Linked DNA regions of Zea mays: region 1 is linked to region 2. The links are chromatin contacts, called in public Hi-C maps. All regions are on one chromosome and are shown on one strand. Each heading gives the region's core, a stretch centred on a gene start, on an enhancer-like site or on the middle of the called end of the contact. The rest is flanking DNA. Distances are from core to core; before and after follow the strand shown.

Region 1 (6,805 bases), core at 1,090-3,589, 340 kb after region 2:
CACAATGGAAACAGAAGCTCCTAAAAGCAGAGAAGAGGAAAGTAGCAGCAATCCAATACTGTCCAAGATAGTCATAAATTATGAATATTCTTCTCTACTTTCAGTCACTTTCTCTATACGAGCACACATTATACATCCTATGCACAAATAAACATAAGATAGAACTACAGATATACCAACCTTTATTACAGGAGATTCCTTAGTAACCGAGTCAAAATCAAAATTGAACACACCCAATCCAATGATATCAAGTGCCAAATTGGAGAACTCAGCTTCAAGGTCCACAATAGTCGAATTTTGTTCACGGCCTTCACTTTCAGTAAGCTCCTCAAGCTTTGATATTGTTCTCTCTGAACATCTCGTAAATGTCCTCACCATAGCTTCTATGAATAAGGCATGGAACCCAGGTGTTATAACTGCAGAACACAAGGATAGGATAAGGTGTGCCATTAGTAAAATATTATGTGAAATGCATAAATGAAGTTCAAATTATCTCCAAAACAATTGGACCATGTTGATTGATTGCTTCATCAAACAGTAGTAACTGTTAAATATCGCATTTAAAGACAGAAAAATGGCATATGTTTCATCCCTCAAGGCAAAAAGCATGCTAATAAATTCAGAATTGAAAGAATCCCTAGGATGATTTTGCATGCCTAGAGATGTCTTTTCCAGAACACACAGTTGAGCTAGAAAAACTTTCAAGATAGAAAAAACAAAAGTAGAAAGAACTGGAATTGAAGCTCAGGCCAATGATGAGCCTGCTAATTTTGACTAACAGTATGGGCTATGCACATAGATTAACACAGAGCAATCTGCAGTATTGTGGTCAGTCCAAACTAAAAAAAACACAGAAAATATGATTGGATATCCAACCTTTCTAACCTTTTCTCCTTTGCTTCCAGGTATCAAGGTCAGCGGGTATAAGACCCTTCCCCATTATGGGTTTTAAAATTTCAGCGAGAACTCCCTGATTTCAAGTAAAAAAAATACCATGTAAGAAAGAAACCCGCCAAACTACACCAATTATTATTTATCAGGGAAGTCAACTCTCCACTGACGTAATAATATATGCAAAATGTGGCCATCATGTGTGTAAGGTGGTCATGGTCCAATTCCTTGTATATTCCATAGTTTTTTCAACGAACAATCCTTTTCCTCTAACGAGTTTTCAACAATCCATATCCGACACATGCGAGACAGCATACCTTATCATAATAGAAAGCGTTCTCCCGGAGGATGTGTCTAGCAACGATAGGGTCAGAGACAACAACGAACGATTTGGGTCCAAAAGCAAGCTTGTAGACAGAGCCATGCTGTGAATTAAGACATCATAACACGTCAGTGTTGCAGGGGCTGTGTCTAATCGAATTTTACTACATAGCCATAAGTGGAGAACAAAGGATATCGAACCTATGATAACATGTCAGTGTTGCAGGGTTCAGAAAGGGGACGCGCATTCACCTCGAGGAACCAGTCGTAAAGCGAGAAGAAGAGGGGCTTGCCGAAGAGGTCGGTGACCGCGCCCTCAGCGACGGGCATGGCCCCGAGGTTGCCACCGCTGAGGAAGTTGGTCAGCAGGTTGCTGGCGTTGTCGAGCAGGTTCCGCTGCTTCGGCTTGGGCGGCCGCTCCTGCTGCTTGTCGACGCTGGTCGACTGGCACCTGCACCAACGCGGGAATTGGCACGGGCCAGTCGATCAGCCACTCGGTCTAGCGGTGATTATTCTACCAGACACCAACAGTAACTCGTGTGAATTCAGCAGGCGGCACCCCCCAACTGCAGGCTGGAGCCGACAGCCCGTTGTTCCCGGGACCTTGATGGCATAGTGCAGCCGTGCAGGCAACAGATCGAGCACCTGGCGGTCGGCCACGCGTGGACCGCTGCCGGGAACGAGCCGGGAGGTGGGTGAGGGCGCGCACGCGCGCGTACCTGAAGCTGAAGGTGAGGCGACGCCTCCCGTGGGACGCGGACGGCGCTGAAGCCGCGGCGCCGAGACGCGGCGAGGCGGCGGCTGGGCCCTGGAGCAGCGTGGCCGCGGCCATGGCGCAGGAGCCCGGCAGCACAGCTGCACAGCACAGAGCCAGAGCAATGGGGTGGAGCGTGGTCACTGGCCACTGGACCTGAACGGACAGAGATGATAAGGTGGCCGCGCTGAAATTGATTGAATTGAATTAGGCGTGATCGGGAATATCATCGGGCCACGGAGAGTGGTGCGGTCGGCAGTCGGCACTCGGCTGGCCGGTTGCGCGCCGACCACGGAACGTGGTCTGGTCTGGACGGCGCGGTGCGCTGGTCTGGTCCGGCCACCGGCGCCGGCGCGAAACGATACGTGGAGCGCACGAGCCGAAGCGGTGCCATAGTTGGCCAAAAGGCACGTGGTCCGGCAGCCCGGCTTATGGGATCATATTTTGGTCTGATCTGGGCACGGTTAGCACGAAGGCCGTCGAGTCCGTGCAGGCCGAGCCCAACCAGTGGGCTGTGTTTAGGCCCGCTCTAACTGCCAGCACGCCCGTCGGCCTGATATCTTAGCCCACTAGCACCACTTTCTGTAGCCCAACATATATAAGACTCCAGGCCTCACCATTACTGTAACGCTATTCGGGACATTCCCAGCATTGCCAGCAATACTCCAGTAGGCGGCACGGAGACTTTTTCGTTTTTATATTTAAAATTTTATAAAATTTAAAAAGTATATCGTGATTTAAAAAAATTCAAATCTGGGTGCCGGCACGCGGCGGCAGGTACCTGTTATTTTTATATATTTTTAACACAAAGTTTTGTTTTTTTATATCTCTTAACATAGAATAAATTAGAACTAAAAATCAGATATTTTGGTAGAGTACATAATAAAGTACAACTATGATTTTTCATTTGGTTGTTTGATTGCAGGAGAAACTTGATTGCATTATCACCGTTCTAAAATAAAGGTTACTTTTTTCTTAAAAAAATATTTTACTATCTACCTTGACATAGCTTATATTAGTATATAATAAAATTTATGTATTTAAAACATTAAAATAACTTATAATTTAAAATGATTGAAGTATTTTATTTTATTTTATTTTTATATAGGAACGAGGCTGTGACGCATTCTTACCATCTCAATATGACCTCTTTGATGCGTTTTCGTCTTGCTCATGAAACAGTCTTCACATTTTAAAATTCTTGTTAAATCTAAGGCGTTTGAAATTTTGAATGCAAACCGGAGTTACAAAACAAAGGAAGAAAAAGGGCGTTCTTAAAAGTGTAATTCTGTCTGTGGCCTACGCCATAGCCTATGGCCTACCTACTTAGCAGGGGTGGATCCGAAAATAGGATCACTTTTCGGACCCAATTATTTTTTATAATCTACTAAGGTTTGTATATATCTTAGGGGGTGTTTGGTTACAGCGACATAAAGATTAGTCTCTAGTTTTTAGTCTCATTTAATCTTTTTTTTGCCAAACACTACGACTAAAATATGGACTAAAATGATTTAGTCTTTAGTCCTTCACATATGTGCTAAAAGGGACTAAATCATATTAATTCCACATTTACTCCTCATTTAGTTCAATTGTACTAATAGCAGGAGAATGTTAAAGGTCACTTTAATCTTCTTATGAGTCATTTAGTATATTCTTACTATTTTTAGCCCCTAGAAATAAACATATTAGGGACTAAACTTTAGTCTCCTAACTAAACTTTAGTCCCTAGACTAAAGAAACCAAACATGACCTTAGTCTAAAAATAATAAGAATATATGTAAAGATATATGGATCATGCCTTGAGTCCTAGATAGGATGGACCGAAGCTTGTATCCGCCACCGCTCAGGGCTGTCTCTGAAATTGTGGCTTTGGTGCAACACATATTAATGTGTCCTATGATTTCCTATATAGTGTATATGTTGTATTTCTCACTGTAGGAATTAAGTTAATTCCCGTCGGCTAAAAACCGACGGGAATAACCTATAAACCGACGAGAATAACTAATTCCCGTCGGTAACTGGCTAACTCCCGTCGACCTCAAGCCGATGGCTGCCAGGTGTCGGGGATAAACTTATTCCCGTCGACAGCTAACGGGAATAAGTAATCCTCGTCGGCTAGTACTTGGCGGACGGGGATAAGCCTTAACTCCCGTCGGCTACGTGGGCCGACGGGGATAAGCCTTAACTCACGTCGGCTAGGGCTAATCCCTATCGGCTTTTGTCAGGACCGACGGGAGTTAACTTATTCCCGGCGGCCTGTGTCTGGGCCGACGGAAGTTAAATTAAGGCCCGTCGACTGGAAGGTAGCCGACGTGAGTTAAGCCGACCGACGGGAATCTTCAGGATTCATGTAGTGTCTGCTTAGGAATCCTTCAAATCCTGCTACATCCGGTGGTCGGTCAGGAGCACATGAATTCTCTCCTGACACGCGACCACACCTGATGCCTACACAGCTGCTCAGCTTGTCCATCTTTTACGATGGCGACGAACGCGAGAGAGATTAGCTAGAGCTATCGCCGACGGTGGGCATTGTCCTACGCTGATACGCGCGAAATCGCTAAATCAGAGTCGCGTCGCGTCCTACAACGCTAACTTTCTTCCGAGATTTGACCGGGTCATCTGTTATGAAGACGATCATATCCTTTTACACACCATGATTTTGGGGCCCTAGAAAATTTGGGGCCCTATGTCGTTGATCCACCTGCACTACGCAAGGGACGGGCCTGGTGACATTCGCCGGTGGTCGGTCAAGAGCACATGAATTCTCTCGTGACATGTGACCTCGCCTGATGCCTACGCAGCTGCGCATCCATCTTTTGCGGTGGCGACGAACGCGAGAGGGATTAGCTAGAGCTATCGCCGACGGCGGACACATCCTATGCTAATACGCGCGAAGTCGCTAAATCATAGTCACATCGCGTTCTACAACGCTAACTTTCTTCTGAGTTTTGGCGGGGTCAACTGCTATAAAGACGATCATATCTTTATGCACACCAGAGTTTTGGGGGCCTAGAAAATTTGGGGCCCTATGTCGTCGATCTACTTGTACTGTGCAAGGGACAAGCCTGTTTGAGCAACTCCAACCATAAGCCTTATAATTGGGGCATATATTTTGATTTAGGTACCAATTAATTTATTTAGGGTCCAAACTGTATGTTAGTTTCCAACCATTGAGCCTTAAACTTTGCATCAAAGAAGTTAAGCACGAGTCCTCGCGCAGCACCAAGTGAAAAAGAGACAACGACTTGGTCCCAAGTTGACGAGTAATTGTATCTATTCTTTCAATGAGCTATAGATAACACCGTATCGAGTTCAACACATATACCGACGGATTGGATGGGCAGACAAGCAGCGCCAGACTCTAGTAAGCGTGGCCCGCCAGAAACTGAACGCCGGAGCGTATGCGCGCATGCAGCAAAGAGATATATTTTTTTACCTATGTTGCATTTGCGGATGCAGCCTCAGCCTGGCTCTATGCAGTTAATCAAACAACAGCTGCTTCTTGGTCAATGCACGCGCTCAGTCTGAACGGATGTGCGCAACATACCAATCACAATGATAGAGATGACAATGAGTACCCGAAACCCAAAAAACCGACAGTAAAGACGGGTATAAGATGATTTCTCTACCCGATGGTATGTTAGTGGGCAAGAATCTCTACCCGTTGGATAGACGGGTACTGACATGGGTTGGTACTACCTATACCCGTGTACATGTGGGTAAAATATACCCGCATAATTACCACTATTATCAATAATAAACACATATAAGCTAAAAGAAAATCCTTCTCCGACTATTATTTATTTAAATACCAAGTAATGTAATCATATGCTTTGTTATATTTTAAGTTGAACTTTTGTTGTGTGTGTTTATTTGACATTTTAATTTATTGAAATATTAGAATTTAAGACCTTTATAGTGGGTACGGGTTATCCGGCGGGATAAAATTATCGGTGCTGGTACGAGCATGTGTAAGATTTTATACCCGCTCGCGGATATAAGTCACCCGACGAGACGAGTATACTTTTTTATTGATGGGTACAAATATGGAATGATACTATCTGACGGGGTATATACCCGTTACCATCCCTAAACACATATAATAGGCTATTGAACAAACTGAATGTATGCTTACCAAAGCAACAACAACCTATTGAACACATATAGCGCTAAATGTCTCGACAATTTACTGGACAATAAGCTGATAATGACATGGACAACATGTTTCTTGCACTTGATAACGGGATGAAAAAAGCAAAACCCTATTGCTCACTTTGAGCGTAGCTCCTACAATACGTACTCCCAATTGTACTCCCAATTGTTAACACAAATAGGACAAAGTTTATGTAGTGGACAACGAATAGGACAAACAACAACTGAATCAACCAACAACCAGGTGGAGAGAAGGAAGACGGACTAGGGAGCGCAAGAGGATGGAGAGGGACAAGGGCCTTCTACGACGCCGGGATAGAGAAGGAAGACGAACCTGTGAGGCGGGAGGATGGAGAGAGCCGAGGGCCTTCTACGACGCCGAGATGGGAACAAGAGCGCTCACGATCTGATCTGAGAACAGGACAAACATGTGGCAGCGAATTGGGAGCATATTGGCGACAACTGGATGGGAGATGGTGGCGACGAAGATACATATGAAATGTCTGTGGAGGTTGGAACAACGCGAATCGTATAGGGCCGTCGCTCTCTGAGTCGCAAAGATGCTATCCTTCAAGTTGGACCTCAAAAAGTTTAGATAAATTTCACTAAAATAAGATTATGACCCTATATTTGAATTTGTTTATGTTTAGTGTTCCTATTAGAGTTGCTCTTAGGCTCTCTCCAAGA
Region 2 (6,240 bases), core at 2,582-5,081:
AATCTGGTGTGGCTTGCGAGAGAGCTCTACCTCATGTCATGTACCCCTCTGAATCTCGGCCAGGAGAATAGAATTGAAGTTTTGATCCTATCTCGGCATTAGCGGCGACCGTAATTTCGTGGGATTGGGTAGGACAAGCCTGGTACACAGAAGTACAGAACGAGTAAAAAAGCCGAACCTTTTCCGTCCGTTCATTCGCTGAAATATCGTACAGCGAACGGCCGGCGAGGACGACCCGGACGTCTCCGAACCGAGAGTCCGAGACCACAAGGAGGACCGAAGGAACCGAGGAAGGAAGGGGAAGCGTTCAACAACCTTTCTCTCTCTCTCTCTCTCTCTCTTGAGGGAAATGACTGTAGGGCCTTTGCCTTACAGTTTTTTTACTGATCAGTATAGGATTTTATGAAAACTAGTTTTTACAGGGAGTGTGATTTTGCACTTTACAATTGTTGCACCCATTGCTTCATCTGTTCTGCTACCACAATCTTGAGTCTATAGCAGGTAAGAATTGTTTCCTGTATAAATAAACATTTCCTCGCAAGCATCCACTGTGGGCGGCCGGTTTTCGAAGATCCAATTGTTTCGGTTTTCGAAGATCCAATTGTTTCGACATTTCCAAATACACGTTATGATAGCTTCCATTCTCCAAGGTTTGACAAGTTGCAAACGCGTCCGGCGTATTGTTTGAGGGGTTTCCGGTGTGTGGCACTGTGTGATTCCATGTAGCAGCCAGCCACGCCGGACATATCTGCGTTTCAGGAACAAGTGGGACGTGGTTTCCTCCTCCTGTATTATACTCCATCCGTTTCTTTTTATTAGTCGCTAGATAGTGCAATTTTATACTATCTAGCGACTAATAAAAAGAAACGGAGGGAGTACAATTTTTCACAGCTATACGTGTCAAGCTCCATGTTCCTTGTTCTGAGAAGTCATCTGGTATTCAGTCTGTCCTTTATGATTCAACAACCTCTCTCTCGTCTCGCTTTAGCAGGTGGCTGGACTACACTACGTTACCAGCACGCCCAAAATCAGCCGCACCTGGCGCGTGCCCGCAGCCGCGGCACGTTGTTTTTTTCCCAGTCCCTCTCCAGCCTCCAGTCCTCCTCCACCACGCCAACGAATCAACGATGCGAATTGCGAAGCGAGAGAGTCGGACGGAAAAGTCCAACCGGGGACCCCACCCCTTTTTGCTAGCAGCAGTACACGTGTGGTGGCTGGCCGGCGAGTGAGCGCGAGCGCGAGCGCGACCAGCCCACGGTCAGTAGCCATCGGCCACTACCAGCCGGTGGGCTGGGCTGGGCGGGGCGGGGCCCCTTTAAATGCCGACCACACGCGCAGCCCCCCGAGAGCCTCCAAACCCCCGGCCCCCGCTGCTTGCTTCCCGGCCGAAGCTTCCGCCCGCGCGCGGAGACTCGTATATAAAGGCGGCGGCGTGTCGTCCGGTGCTCCTGTGAGACCTGGTCACCTGGAGGGTGCAAGGGAGGGAGGCGGTCGAATCCGTCATCCGCTGAGCACAGTGGCGGACCCAGCTGCTACGCTCCCGAGTCCGAGGGGAAGGCAGAGGAGACAAGCAGGCAGGATGGGTGCCGCTGGTGACGCCGCGGCAGCGGGCACGCGGACGCGGTGCGAGCTCTGCGGGAGCGCGGCGGCCGTGCACTGCGCCGCGGACTCGGCGTTCCTCTGCCCGCGCTGCGACGCCAAGGTGCACGGCGCCAACTTCCTGGCGTCCAGGCACGTGAGGCGCCGCCTGCCGCGCGGGGGCGCCGAGTCCGGGGCGTCCTCGTCCAGCGGCTCCTGCCTGTCCACGGCCGACTCCGCGCAGTCGAGGGCGGCGCCGCCGCCGCCAGGGAGAGGGAGGAGGGCGGAGGACGTGCTGGAGGGGGGGTGGGCCAGGAGGAAGAGGGTCGCGGCGGGGCCCGCGTGCCGTCGTCGCGTCCCGCTCCGCGTCGCGATGGCCGCCGCGCGCTGGTCGGAGGTCCGCGCCGGCGGTGGAGCGGAGGCTGCGGTGCTCGCAGTTGCGGCGTGGTGGATGACGCGCGCGGCGAGAGCGAGACCCCCGGCGGCGGGCGCTCCGGACCTGGAGGAGGGATGGGCCGAGTGCTCTCCTGAATTCGTGGTCCGGCAGGGCCCACATCCGTCTGCAATGTAGCAACAGCATGTGGGCGACGTTAGTTTGTCCTTTTCCTCCCTAATTATTTTAGTAATTAACGAGATCGATCGTGTGGTGTCGTTGGCTTGGCTTCCTCTCGTCGTCCGATTAACAAAAGCCGGTTCCATTGGCTGGATATCTTCTCTGCTGATCTGATTGTGTGTGCCAAATGCGTACTGTACGCATCAGCGTTGTTGATCGGGGACTAGACCCACCCACATGATGAGGACGGCATAAAAGGGCCGCAGCCGTCTGTCATCCTCATCCAGGAGTTCTTCTCCTCCTGGCCGCTCGTTAACCTTCGAATTTGATACCTATTTTTAATAGGACACGGTTCAACCGGTGGTATGGTACACGGCCTCGTGGAATCGTGCGAAACCAAACGTTCGTGCGTGCGTGCGCGAGCCATCATACGCTCGGACGCGTCGCGCACCGGTGGTAGATGGACACCCCCAGCCCGCAGATCACCCGCGGCTGCCGGCCCGGGATCCACACGATCCGATACGGCGAAGGGCGAACGCGTCGACGACTCGCCATCGCGCGTGCGTCGCGGCACCAGGCCAGACCGACCGAGTGCCGTGCGTGAGCGGCCAGCGTAGTAGCGCGGCGGGACTCGTTTCGGTGGCTAGATCGCTGTCTCTGTCTAGTCCGGACGCGCGGCGCGGGGAGATCCCCTCCCCGCCGGACACTCCTCCAACCTCCAGACATGCCAATTGCCAAGGACGCCGCCCCTACAGAGCTGCAGCCCCCAGATCATCTAAGTTCGTTTATTTGGCCCGTTTTGCGTGCATCATCAGCCCACGTAGCATATCCGGCCTAATTTCTCTCTCTCTCTCTATATATATTTTCCCTAAAGTTTCTTGCAGGAAGAAATTTTAATTAAAACTGTAAATATATACTCGTGTCATCAATTAGGTCGGCCGCCAATTAGAATTGCGGTAAAAAGTACTCCCTCCTCCGCCAAAAAAAAAGTGTTACTACCGTAACTGTGGTCAAAAAATTTTATAGACAATATCAGTAATATTCAAATAGGGCGTAAACCCCGTTTATATCTCTGTTGTGAAGCGAAATGGTAGTTTTGCTCAAGGTGTTTAAGCTCTGTAATTTCAGCCCTGCGATTTAAAACGAACATGTAGCAATAGGTTCTAATAAATGTCTGTACATCGAGATATCCATATTATGAACATTGTGTGACATGCTAGCAATGTTAACGTCTCAAGCAACGAACATGTAGCTAGTTTCGCTAACATATATAAATGAAAGACAAGATATTTGGACAAAGCCATGTTGGTCTACTAGCTACCAGGTCATGAAAACAAGTCAGCATCCTACTAGTTCATCTTTCCCAGCACATGAAGACAAGGCAAATTTTTTTGGATAAGAATGAGAGAGTGTTGGAGCAACAAAAATCATTATTTTTTAATAATATCTGTTTTGGTGTTAGTTGCTCTAAGCACTTGGCGTCGGTTCAAATTCAATCGGGTAGGGAGTTTTGTATTTTTTAAATTTGATAAATATTTATGAAAAATAAAATATTTATGCAGCTCGCGAGATACACGAGTCGTCTGCATCGGCCCACCCAGCCGCGGCCGGCGGCCCACGCCACGACTCGGCCTCGTACGGTCGGGCCCACGACCCCGACCCGAGCTGCTCTGGCGCCGTGACGCCGTCTTCCTGTTCCCCGTTACTTTTCCTCCCCCGGCGACCGAAGCCGCCGCCCAGCCACGCCATGGACTCTCTCCTCGCCAGCTACGCCTCTTCCGACGACGACGCTGATGAGGCCCCACCTGCTCCTCCTCCTGCTCATTCCCCCGCCATCGCCACTTCCTCCGGTGGCGGCGCAGGCGGGTTTTTCTCCTCGCTCCCGCAACCCAAGTCCGCCCCCGCACCGCTCTTCTCCTCCCTCCCGGCGCCCAAATCCACCCCCACGCCGCTCTTCTCCTCTCTCTCGGCGCCCAAATCCTCCCCCGCCCCTAACCCCACCTTCTCCTCTATCCCGCCGCCCAAGTCTTCCGGAGGAAACCCTAAGCGCGTCGTCCAGTATCGCCCGCAGCCGATCCGGCAGCCCACAGGCGACAGCTCCGACGACGAGGAGGACGATCCCAAGAAGCGCCGCGCGAGCAACAACGAGGCGCGCTTGCCGCCCGTGTCTGCTGGCTCGGGTCCCGTGTCCTCGTTCCTCCCGCCTCCGAAGCACTCGCTCGGGCTCGGCGCCGGCTCTGGCGCGGGAGCGAGGAGGTCGGCAATCGATACGGCTGCGCCAGAGAAGCTAAATCTCGGCACCGCTCTGCCTTCAAGCTCGGTTGCCAACACAGGAGCCCCGGAAAGGCCTGACACCGGCGCAACCGACGACGACGATTCGGAAGATAGTGGCAGTGATGGTGACATGCCTGCGCCGGAGCTGGAGGAGGAGCATGAAAACCAGCAGGCTTTTAATGCTGCAACCGGGGAGCAGCAGCAAAGCTATGATGCTGGAGCTGGGAGCACTAGTGGATATGAAACATATGCGTGGGATCCAAACCACTATGCGCAACACGGTGCTTATGGTTGGGATCCTAGTGCCAGTGCGAATTATGAGGATGGAACACAGTATGCCGCATATGAAAGAGGGCAAAGTGCAGGGTATGTTCATGCGCATGGAGGGGAGCATGCCAGTGGATATGACCATGTTGCGGCAGTGCCATATGGAGTAGATTATACTGCTGGAGGTTATGGTCATGAGGTAGCAGCGACATTGCCACCGGTGCATGAACCGATATTGCCACCAGAGATGGGTAGGAGTGGAGGGAAGAGAGGTAGAAATGATACGCCGGTCCAGATTTTAGAAGTAAATCAAGCAGAGCTGATGAAGAACAGACCAAAGCAGGATAAGTCTAAGCTCACGGGGTTGGCCTTCGGTCCTAGTTATCAGGTACAGATTCATCACTGTTTGCTAACTTTGTTTCTACTTTTGTCAAGCATTGCTTTATTAGCTTATTATATGCTTGTGTTTCAGTAGCTTAGTACCAAATCCAGTAGGTAGAACTGGGATGACAAAGCTAGATTATTTGTTCTGTGCTCATATTGCTCAAACAACTGAAACTAAAGTTGCTCCTGTTAGTCGCGAGCCAGCATCAGATACTGTCGCTCAGTGCTTATTGGCACAATCACAGAATGGTAGTGCAGAAACAATAATGTGTTATGGGTATGCTGTTAGTTCCCAAGCAATGATTCTTGAGAAATATGCCACGGTGTTTTCATTTTCATCGCAACTTCCATTCATCACGAATCAAGTAAAATAATTTACTACCAAAAAACTATATTAGGCTGTAAAGTCATGTTTTCAATGGTCTGGTTGCCACTTCTTAAGTGGAATAGCCATAAACAAGTTCTTTAGTAGAATAAATGGCTACTTTTGTACTTTAATAAAGTGAAAATCATGGTTATTAAGGCGTCTGTTAAGCGTTGCCAAGGTGCGTAAGGCATCCGCTTCGGGGGTGGGGCGGCTACGGCGGCAGTGTGCAGCCTCCTTCACTGTCGGCGCGAGGGCGTGTTCCCTCTTAGCTCAGGCAGCGCGCGGGCGTGCTCCCTCTGCCCTCTCTGTCTCAGCACAGGCGGCACCAGTCAGAGGAGAAAGGACGCAGTGGAGGGAGAGCTGCGGGGGAGGGGAAGAAAGAGGTGCTGCTGGCGCGGGGTTGGAAACGAAGAGATGCTGGCGGCAGGGGGAGAAGAAAGGCATGCTGTCGGCTGCAAGGAGACTTGATATTTAACCTAAAACTGCTATTGGGCTAGGTTGGTTGGGCCATTGGGCTAACTGGTTGTGTATTTTTTTCTTTCTTTTTTCTATTTTTCTCTTCTACTAGGCTGAAATGGGCCCTACTAGGTTTGTGCTAGCTTGCCTATTAATTTTGAATTAGTGTTATATAAGTAATATTTGGTCTAATATTACTTATAATTAAGGCGTCGCCTCGCCTTACGCTTTACCACCTAAAAGGTAAAAAGGGGGTCGGTCGCCTTATATTGCCTTACCGCCTTAATAACTATGGTGAAAATTCATTCTATTTGCACTTATTTAATGAAATGTTTGTCATGAATATTTATGCTTGTCATTG

The links. Hi-C and Micro-C count contacts between places; a contact is called where the count stands out from the background.
Region 1: a contact with region 2 is called in a Hi-C map of tassel, with 2.3 times the contacts expected there. The contact joins the promoter of LOC100272582 here to the promoter of LOC100192621 in region 2. A contact is called at or near these places in 2 of 25 Hi-C or Micro-C datasets (ear and tassel).

Annotation. Positions count from the first base shown.
Region 1 is chr4:244,318,650-244,325,454 of Zm-B73-REFERENCE-NAM-5.0, forward strand. It overlaps LOC100272582 (cytochrome P450 97B2, chloroplastic), which reads right to left and starts at 2,340. Exons shown (of 14, transcript XM_008681697.4): 1 at 1,932-2,340; 2 at 1,465-1,663; 3 at 1,209-1,316; 4 at 886-970; 5 at 181-416. The coding sequence starts at 2,044.
Region 2 is chr4:243,982,072-243,988,311 of Zm-B73-REFERENCE-NAM-5.0, forward strand. LOC100192621 reads left to right here and starts at 3,832. Exons shown (of 2, transcript NM_001137836.1): 1 at 3,832-5,060. The coding sequence starts at 3,879. It overlaps LOC109946110 (B-box zinc finger protein 32-like), which reads left to right and starts at 1,466. Exons shown (of 1, transcript NM_001320520.2): 1 at 1,466-2,215. The coding sequence starts at 1,580. The coding sequence ends at 2,149.